2 separate regions of the Sus scrofa genome follow, and region 2 is linked to region 1. The links are chromatin contacts, called in public Hi-C maps. All regions are on one chromosome and are shown on one strand. The core of a region is the stretch at or near the end of the contact, and the rest is flanking DNA. Distances in the headings are between cores, read along the strand shown. Region 1 has its middle 76 kb from the start of CPXM2. Region 2 has its middle 110 kb from the start of OAT.

Evidence for each region. Hi-C and Micro-C count contacts between places; a contact is called where the count stands out from the background.
Region 2: a contact with region 1 is called in a Hi-C map of retroperitoneal adipose tissue, with 2.6 times the contacts expected there. The contact joins two enhancer-like sites. A contact is called at or near these places in 1 of 5 promoter capture datasets (liver), 11 of 47 Hi-C or Micro-C datasets (embryonic fibroblasts, epiblast stem cells, fetal skeletal muscle and 6 more) and 2 of 2 datasets of contacts at active chromatin or transcription factors (alveolar macrophages and skeletal muscle).

The regions. Positions count from the first base shown.
Region 1 is chr14:133,451,072-133,454,369 of Sscrofa11.1, reverse strand. No RefSeq gene overlaps it. Among named protein-coding and RNA genes, the nearest start is that of CPXM2, 76 kb to the right of the region's middle. Within about 2 kb of position 1,494, at least 10 of the 83 cell types and tissues checked have an H3K27ac peak or open chromatin away from gene starts, as enhancers often do. A contact at or near this core is called in omental adipose tissue and retroperitoneal adipose tissue, where this site is marked.
Region 2 is chr14:133,717,749-133,721,289 of Sscrofa11.1, reverse strand. No RefSeq gene overlaps it. Among named protein-coding and RNA genes, the nearest start is that of OAT, 110 kb to the left of the region's middle. Within about 2 kb of position 1,864, at least 13 of the 83 cell types and tissues checked have an H3K27ac peak or open chromatin away from gene starts, as enhancers often do. A contact at or near this core is called in omental adipose tissue and retroperitoneal adipose tissue, where this site is marked.

The DNA of each region.
Region 1 (3,298 bases), core at 245-2,744:
CTTTCTCCAGGGCCCGACTCTCCCCTGCCCTTCTTCCCTCTGAGCCCCTGGAATCTCTGGGTGTCTAAGGAGGCAGGTAGGGAGGGGGTGGGGCAGAGCCTCCCGTGAGGCCAGGTGTGTTCTGGACACTCTGGGCTGGAGGGGCCGACACGGGATTTGGGCACTGAGGTCAGGACCAGGTGGCATCTTGCAGGTCATTCCCCTGTGGCAGCAGCAGAACTGACTTGGACAGCGCCCCCCACTTCCCCGCACCCCATCAGTGCCCAGCCTTGCAGGGGTCTTTGGGCAGAGACTCCATCCTGGGCTCTGCCACCCTCTTACTGCCTCCTTTCCGTGGCCTGCAGCCACCGTACGGGGAAGCCAGGCCGAGTGAGTGCCAGGCCTGGGGAGGAGCCCCGCCTTTGGGGAGGTTGAGCAGGCGGGGTGGCTGTGCCAGGAGCCCGTCCATCTCACAGTCTGAGTCTTCCTCTGAGCCCGCCCCCGAGGCTGCCCCTGTGCCACCAGTTCTGAGGTCAGGACTGGGCCCTCTGGGGCCCCCAGGCCAGCAGCTCCTGCCGCTGCTGTGGGTTCGAGTCACGGCTGAGGAATGGGGCGCGGCCGCCTGCCTTCTCGGGGCTGGCCTCTGCTCTCCCAGGGCAGCTGAACATCCCAAATCAGGCCCCACGGTCGCCATGGAGAGCCTTTGTGGACTCCCACCTCCACATGAGATAATCTGGAGAACTGCCGTTTTCTGCGCTTTCAACATAATGGAATTCAGGGAAATGCCAGCAATGCTAAGCCGGCCTCCAATTCTAAGGGCAGAGCCCCGGGCAGCCTGCACGGACCTCAGGAAACGGGCAGACATCTCTGTCTGGCCTCTAATCCACTTCCCCTAAGACAGCACGTGCATCACCTGGGCTCCAGAGCTCCCACCTCCCTGCCTCTGCTCAAGCCATCGCACCACCAGCCGCGCCCCCTCCCCATTGCTTACCTGAGTCCGCTTCTGACCTCACCCCAAGGCCAAGGGCATGTGTTACCCCCACCTCCACGATGGCCTCCTGGATTCCACCTGGCCTCCCACCTCCTGGCCTGCATGAGATTTCTCTCCCGTCTGGCCTGGCATCGGTTCTTCCCCTGTGACTCTGTGGTCATGTGTGCTTGGATCTCTCTTTCAGCCAGCGAATCCTGGGGGCAACACAAGCTGTTCCTTACCCCCCTCAGATACCCAGCAGAGGAGTGGTGTTCCAGGAGGGAGGCAGAGGGCCCAGAGAGAGAACTAAACTGGGCGCTAAGCATCTGGACCACACTGAGCAAGTGATTTAACTTCCTGAGCCTCAGTTTCCCCAGCTACTGAGTGGGGTCGGGACCTGGAGGATTTCAAGGGACTCTTTCAGACGTGCTCATCCCTTTATCGCCCTTTGGAAAACGCGACACTTTCCCCAAGCTGCTGCGGTGCCCAAGGCAGTTCGGCAGAGCAAGTGTGTGGGGAAAGGGCTGGGACGGGAGTAGCAGACCCCTCCCCACCCTTGTGGGATTCCAGGATGGGAGCCCTGGGAGCCAGAGGCACTGGACCGTAGCTCTGCGCTGCCCCCGTGTGGCCAATTTTGGCACTGCAGCCAGGAGGCCTTTCTCAGCCAACCTGGCAGATGCCCATCACTAACCTGGAGGGTCTGCTCGATCCCCCACTGTCTTCCTGCTCACCTCTCCCCTGGGCCAGGGAACTCCCAGGGACCAAGAGTAACCCAGGAAGAGGTCACCCAAAGGTGGAGGGACCAAGGTCTCAGCTCAGCCAATCAGGAGGTGCTGTTCTGAAGGTGCCGTTATATGAAGAGAAGGGTGAAGCTTCTTGGTCTCCAGGCTCTTCCTACCCCACCCACCCTCTGCCTTACATCAGCTGAGCAGCCTGCAGGCCAGGCAGGATCAAGGCCCTAGTGCCCGCAGGGAAAGGGAGGCTGGGAGCCAGCCTGACTCCCCTCCAGAGCTCCTTCCACTCCATCTGGAGCTGCCAGAACACAGCTCCTAAGGGGCTGAGCTGAGACACTTCCTATGGGGCTGGCAGTGGTCAGACACCCCCTCAGCCCCTCCCCATGTTTGTCCTCCCCACGTGAATGCCTCTCCTTCTCAACTCTGGCCCCCATCCCCCACCCAACGCCCTGTCCTAGGCCAATCTGACCTTTTGGTCTCAGGTACCCTCCTAGGACTGTGCACAGCTCAAGAGGGCCCGGGGAGTCATCACCCACCCCGGTGGGACCTCCGAGCTGGAAGCTTTGGTGATGGGGGAAGCTGAGCTTTCAGCTTCTACCTGCAGACCCACGGAGCTCCAGCCTCGCCCGTCCTTATCCTGCGTTCATCCCCTCCTCTCCTGCAAAATGGTCGTCCCGGCTCCAGGCACCACCCTCATAAGCCATTCTCTGTGGCCTCTTAGCCCCACCCAGGCAGGCTCTGCTACCCCGGTCCTTGGGCCGATTCCTTCCTAGATGTGGGGGAGGAGCTCAGGGGTCCAGGGGCTGCCAGGCTCCTGCCTCCCCCACTTTCCCAGGTGCTAATGGACACCTGTCCTGCCTTAGTGTCAGCAAGCTGAGGTGGCTGCTACTGTGCAGCTCTGGGAAGGTCCACGGTCTGGATGACAAGCCAAGCTTAGCTTAACCCAAATACAGCCCCGTGCTCACCTGGCCAGGTCATTCAAAGAAACCCTGTCTAACAGTCAAAGAAAGTGATGCCACTTTGTAAGCATCTACACGTTTAAAGGATCTAACTTGTAACCCCCAGCTCTCTCTCCCCTCCCGCTTTCCTTCTTTCTCTCTCTTTCCTTCTCTCTCCCTCTCTCTTCATCCCAGCTGCTCCCAGGGGGCTCCTCCCCTGAGGGCCAGGGCTGCCCCTTCAGGAACACGTGACCCTCTCGTCCTCTGCACTGGCTGAGAGGTGATCCTGTCCAGTCTGCCCACTTTTCAGTGACTAGAGTCCGTCGTGCGCCGGGGGACAGGCAGTCTGCCACATGCTGGACCTTAAACTGATGTCGAGGAGCTCTCGCCATGTCCGAGGGCTCCCCAGAACCCCCACTGGGCTCCAGCCTGGCCCTTCTTACTCAGTCTCCCATCTCTCAGTCTCTTTTGGATTTTCTGCCTCCTGACACCCGCACTGCATTCTGTGAAATTCCCTTACATTTATGTCTCAGTTCTCCAAATCTTTCTACTTCCCTATACCACCAATTCTGCTGTCTGAACTTTTAAATTTGTAGCTTTTAAGTAATTTTGGGGAGGAGTCATTTTTAGTCACAGCACATCAATTTAGTTATTTTTCAAGTTTTATTTTTTTCATA
Region 2 (3,541 bases), core at 615-3,114, 270 kb before region 1:
TTTCAGATCAACCGTGATTCCTTTCTTGGTATAAATATATACCCAATACTGCAGTGACATACTTACCTTAAACGTTAGGGAGTTCCTGTTGTGGTGCAGTGGAAATGAGTTCGATTAGTATCCATGAGGACGCGGGTTCAATCCCTGGCCTCGCTCAGTGGGTTAAGGATCAGGCATTGCTGTGGCTGTGGTGTAGGCCAGCAGCTGTACCTCTGATTTGACCCCTAGCCTGGGAACTTTCATACGCCATGGGTGTGGCCCTGAAAAGAAAAAAAAAGAAAAAAAAATTTAATTTGATGTTTATCTGAAATGCAAAACTCACCATGCGTCCTGCATTAGTGGTTGCCAACTCTGGCATCCTGAGAGGGGGAGGCCTTGTTCCTTGTTCCCTTTCGACTTCCGGACCCACTTGCTGTGAAGACACTGGGGTGGGCAGGGGAGAGAGAAAAAGGATTCAGACCCAGCTCCTGCCCGAGAAGAGCCTGTAGGGAGGGAGGAGACAGAGGGTCTGACCAGGGCAGTGGGCATGGGCACAGGCCGATCCAAAGGGAAGTTGTCCCCCCCCCCCAAGGGTAGATTAGCAAAGGGACACCTCCTATTGTCTCCCGTCCCGGGTCTAACGTTCACCTCTCTCCTTCCAGCCTCCCCACTTCCATCCTGTCCTGAAGGCCCGGCCTCAGCAGACTTGCTTGACCCTGTTTCCCAACCGTGGTCCTGTTGGCCCCATGCCCCACAGCTGGGCTGAACCGCTGCACTCATGAAGAAGGGGGGTGGCAGTTGCAGGTCCCTGGCAACACATGACCTTTGGTTTCCCGAAACCAAAATCCCCCAGGAGGGGGTGCCCTGGTGGTCCGGTGGGTAAAGGATCTGGTGTTATCACTGCTGTAGCTCTGGATGCTGCTATGATACACATTGGATCCCTGACCTAGGAACTTCCACAGGCTGTGGGCGTGGCCCCCAAACCATCCCCAAATCTCCCGGGAGTCTATCCTCCAGGGACAACCTGAAGTTTGTGGCATGTGGCCTCCATTCTTTCTCTGTTTCTGTCTCGCAAGAACGTAGTGAGAGCATCTCGAATAAGATGTTTAATCCTTGGCAATAAGCCCACACCCAGAGTCACGGAACCATCAGTAATCATGAGATTTATTGCATCAGTTCCTGGGTTACTGGAAAGAAGGTTTGGCTCATGGGGAAACTCAGGAAGGTGGGGCCACCGTGCCAGCCCCACCAGGCTGGAGGAGACACCAGCTTCTCCCTCCTGGCCTCTTTCCTGTGGTGGGAGAGCTGGCAGGGGTGGGCCGCTGTCTCTTTGAACATCTCAGGAGTGCCTCTCGTTTGACTGTCAGGATTTGACATGCTCCATCTTGAAGCTGAAATCTACAGGAATATCATTCGTTCTCTGAATCCAGACATGGTGGGTAATTGGGGGGAACACATTTCAACTTCAAAATGGATTATGAGCATGCAAATATTTGGAGAGCTTCATTTTGTCTTTTAACATGGATTAAAGAGGAAAGCTGGTTGCCATGGAGTGTATTTTCGTCACTTACAAACAGCCAATCAGCTGTCTGCCCATTGGACAGTGATTTGCTGGATGCCTGCTGTGGGCCTGGCTCTGTCCAGGCTGTGGGGTTGAGGCCCACAAACACTGGTGCCTCCCCGGAGGTCCCCAGCCTGGCCAAGGGGCCTCACCAGGTAGACCACAGCAGCTCGGGGCGGTTGGATCCTTCCCACAGCTCTTAGTGTGCGGTGGGGCCACCTGGAGGAAATGATTCAGCAATAGCGTTCAAGCACAGCTCGTAGCCCACGCCCTGGGCCTTCTATCTGCCCCCGCAGGAAGAGGTTAAGAAAGAGCCATCAAGAGCCTGTATTCAAATGCCTGTCCTGGCCACTTCCTGGCTGAGCGTCCTTGGGCAAGTTACTTAACCTCTCTGAGCCACTGCTGCTGCTGCTTCTCCTTCTCCTTCTTCCTCTTCCTTTTCTCCTTCTTAAAGATATTTATCTTCTTTTTTTTTTAGCCATACCCACGGCATGTGGAATTTCCTGAGCCAGCTGCCACCTGCGCCACAGTTAGAGCACTACTGTATCCTTAACCTGCTCTCTGCACAAGCATCTCCTCAACCTCAGCTTCTTTAAGAAAGCGGGGATAAGCGTCATACCTGCCTCACAAAGGCGTCGTGAGGATACAAAGAAAACTGCACACACAGCACTGCCATGCGGCTGGCACACCGCCTGCACACAGACGATTGGGGACACCTTTGCTGTCGTCGTGATTATTGACACCCCCTGCACCTGTGGGTTGAACAGGGAAGTTTCCCACGAGCAGTTGCCCTCCTGTCATCAGGCCTTGTGTCCCCAACCAGGCTGCCCAGCCGAGGCTCTCTCAGCCTGCACAGGGCTACCCTTGCGCAGACGGGAATAACACCCTCCTAGAAGGGCCTGTGCTTGCCACTCCCTGCCTGGGTGATCTGTCCCTCTCTGCCTCTGATACTTCTTTCTGCCCTTGGTGTCCCCTGGGTCAATACTCTTTTTTTTTTTCCTTCTAATTTTTAGATTATAATGATGTACAATGTTCTGTCAATTTCTGCTGAACAGCAAAGTGACCAGATATGCATATGTATACACATTCTTTTTTTCACATTATTCTCCATCGCAAGGGACTAGATAAAGCTCCCTGGGCTCTACAGCAGGATCTCATTGTTATCCACTCCAAATGCTACAGTTTGCATCTACTAACCCCAAACTCCCAGTCATCCCTCTCCCTCCCCCTTGGCAACCACAAGTCTGCTCTCCATGTCCATGGGTTTGTTTCTTTTCTCTCGATAGGTTCATTTGTACCATGTATTAGAGTCCAGATATAAGTGATATCATGTGGTATTTGTCTTTCTCTGGCTGAATTACTTCATTTAGTATGAGAGTCTCTAGTTCCATCCATGTGGCTGCCGTGGGTAAATACTCTCTATGCGGGTCCATCTCAGGAGCCACGCCATCCAGGAAGCCTTCCTGGATTTCCCCTCTTTCGTAGTGCCTGGCCAGTTCCTCCATGATTCCTCTCACCCAAGCTAATGAGTCCTGTGGTGCAGATTGTGGGTCTCCTGATCTAGTGTCCCTGCAAGTGGGCGCTCCTGCCATGCTGCCCTGGCCTGCAGCAGGGACGTGGGCATGGGTCGCACCGGGTGTGGTGCATGCCTGGACATGCCTGGGGTCTAAGGCTGGAAGAAGGAGCAGCTGTTTCCACTTGCCGGTCTCGGCCAGCTGGGTGCCCTGGGGCTGGGAGAGGTGGGGCCTAGGCCCTGGGTGCACAAGCAGTGCTCAAGGCACCAGCTAGGGTCTGGGTCTGCAGCCTCATCTGGTTGTTGGGAGGAGTGATGACTCACGATCGCAGGGCGCTTCTGGTGAATGGTCCCGTTTTGCAAACACCCCTGGCAGGACAGCTGACCAAGCACGAGGCTTCCTCCTCCAGGATGCTGCTGGTGGGCATCCCGGTGGGTGGCCTTCCCTCTCCTGCCTTGGGCTGCGCTTTCCTCCTGGCTCCAGTGGG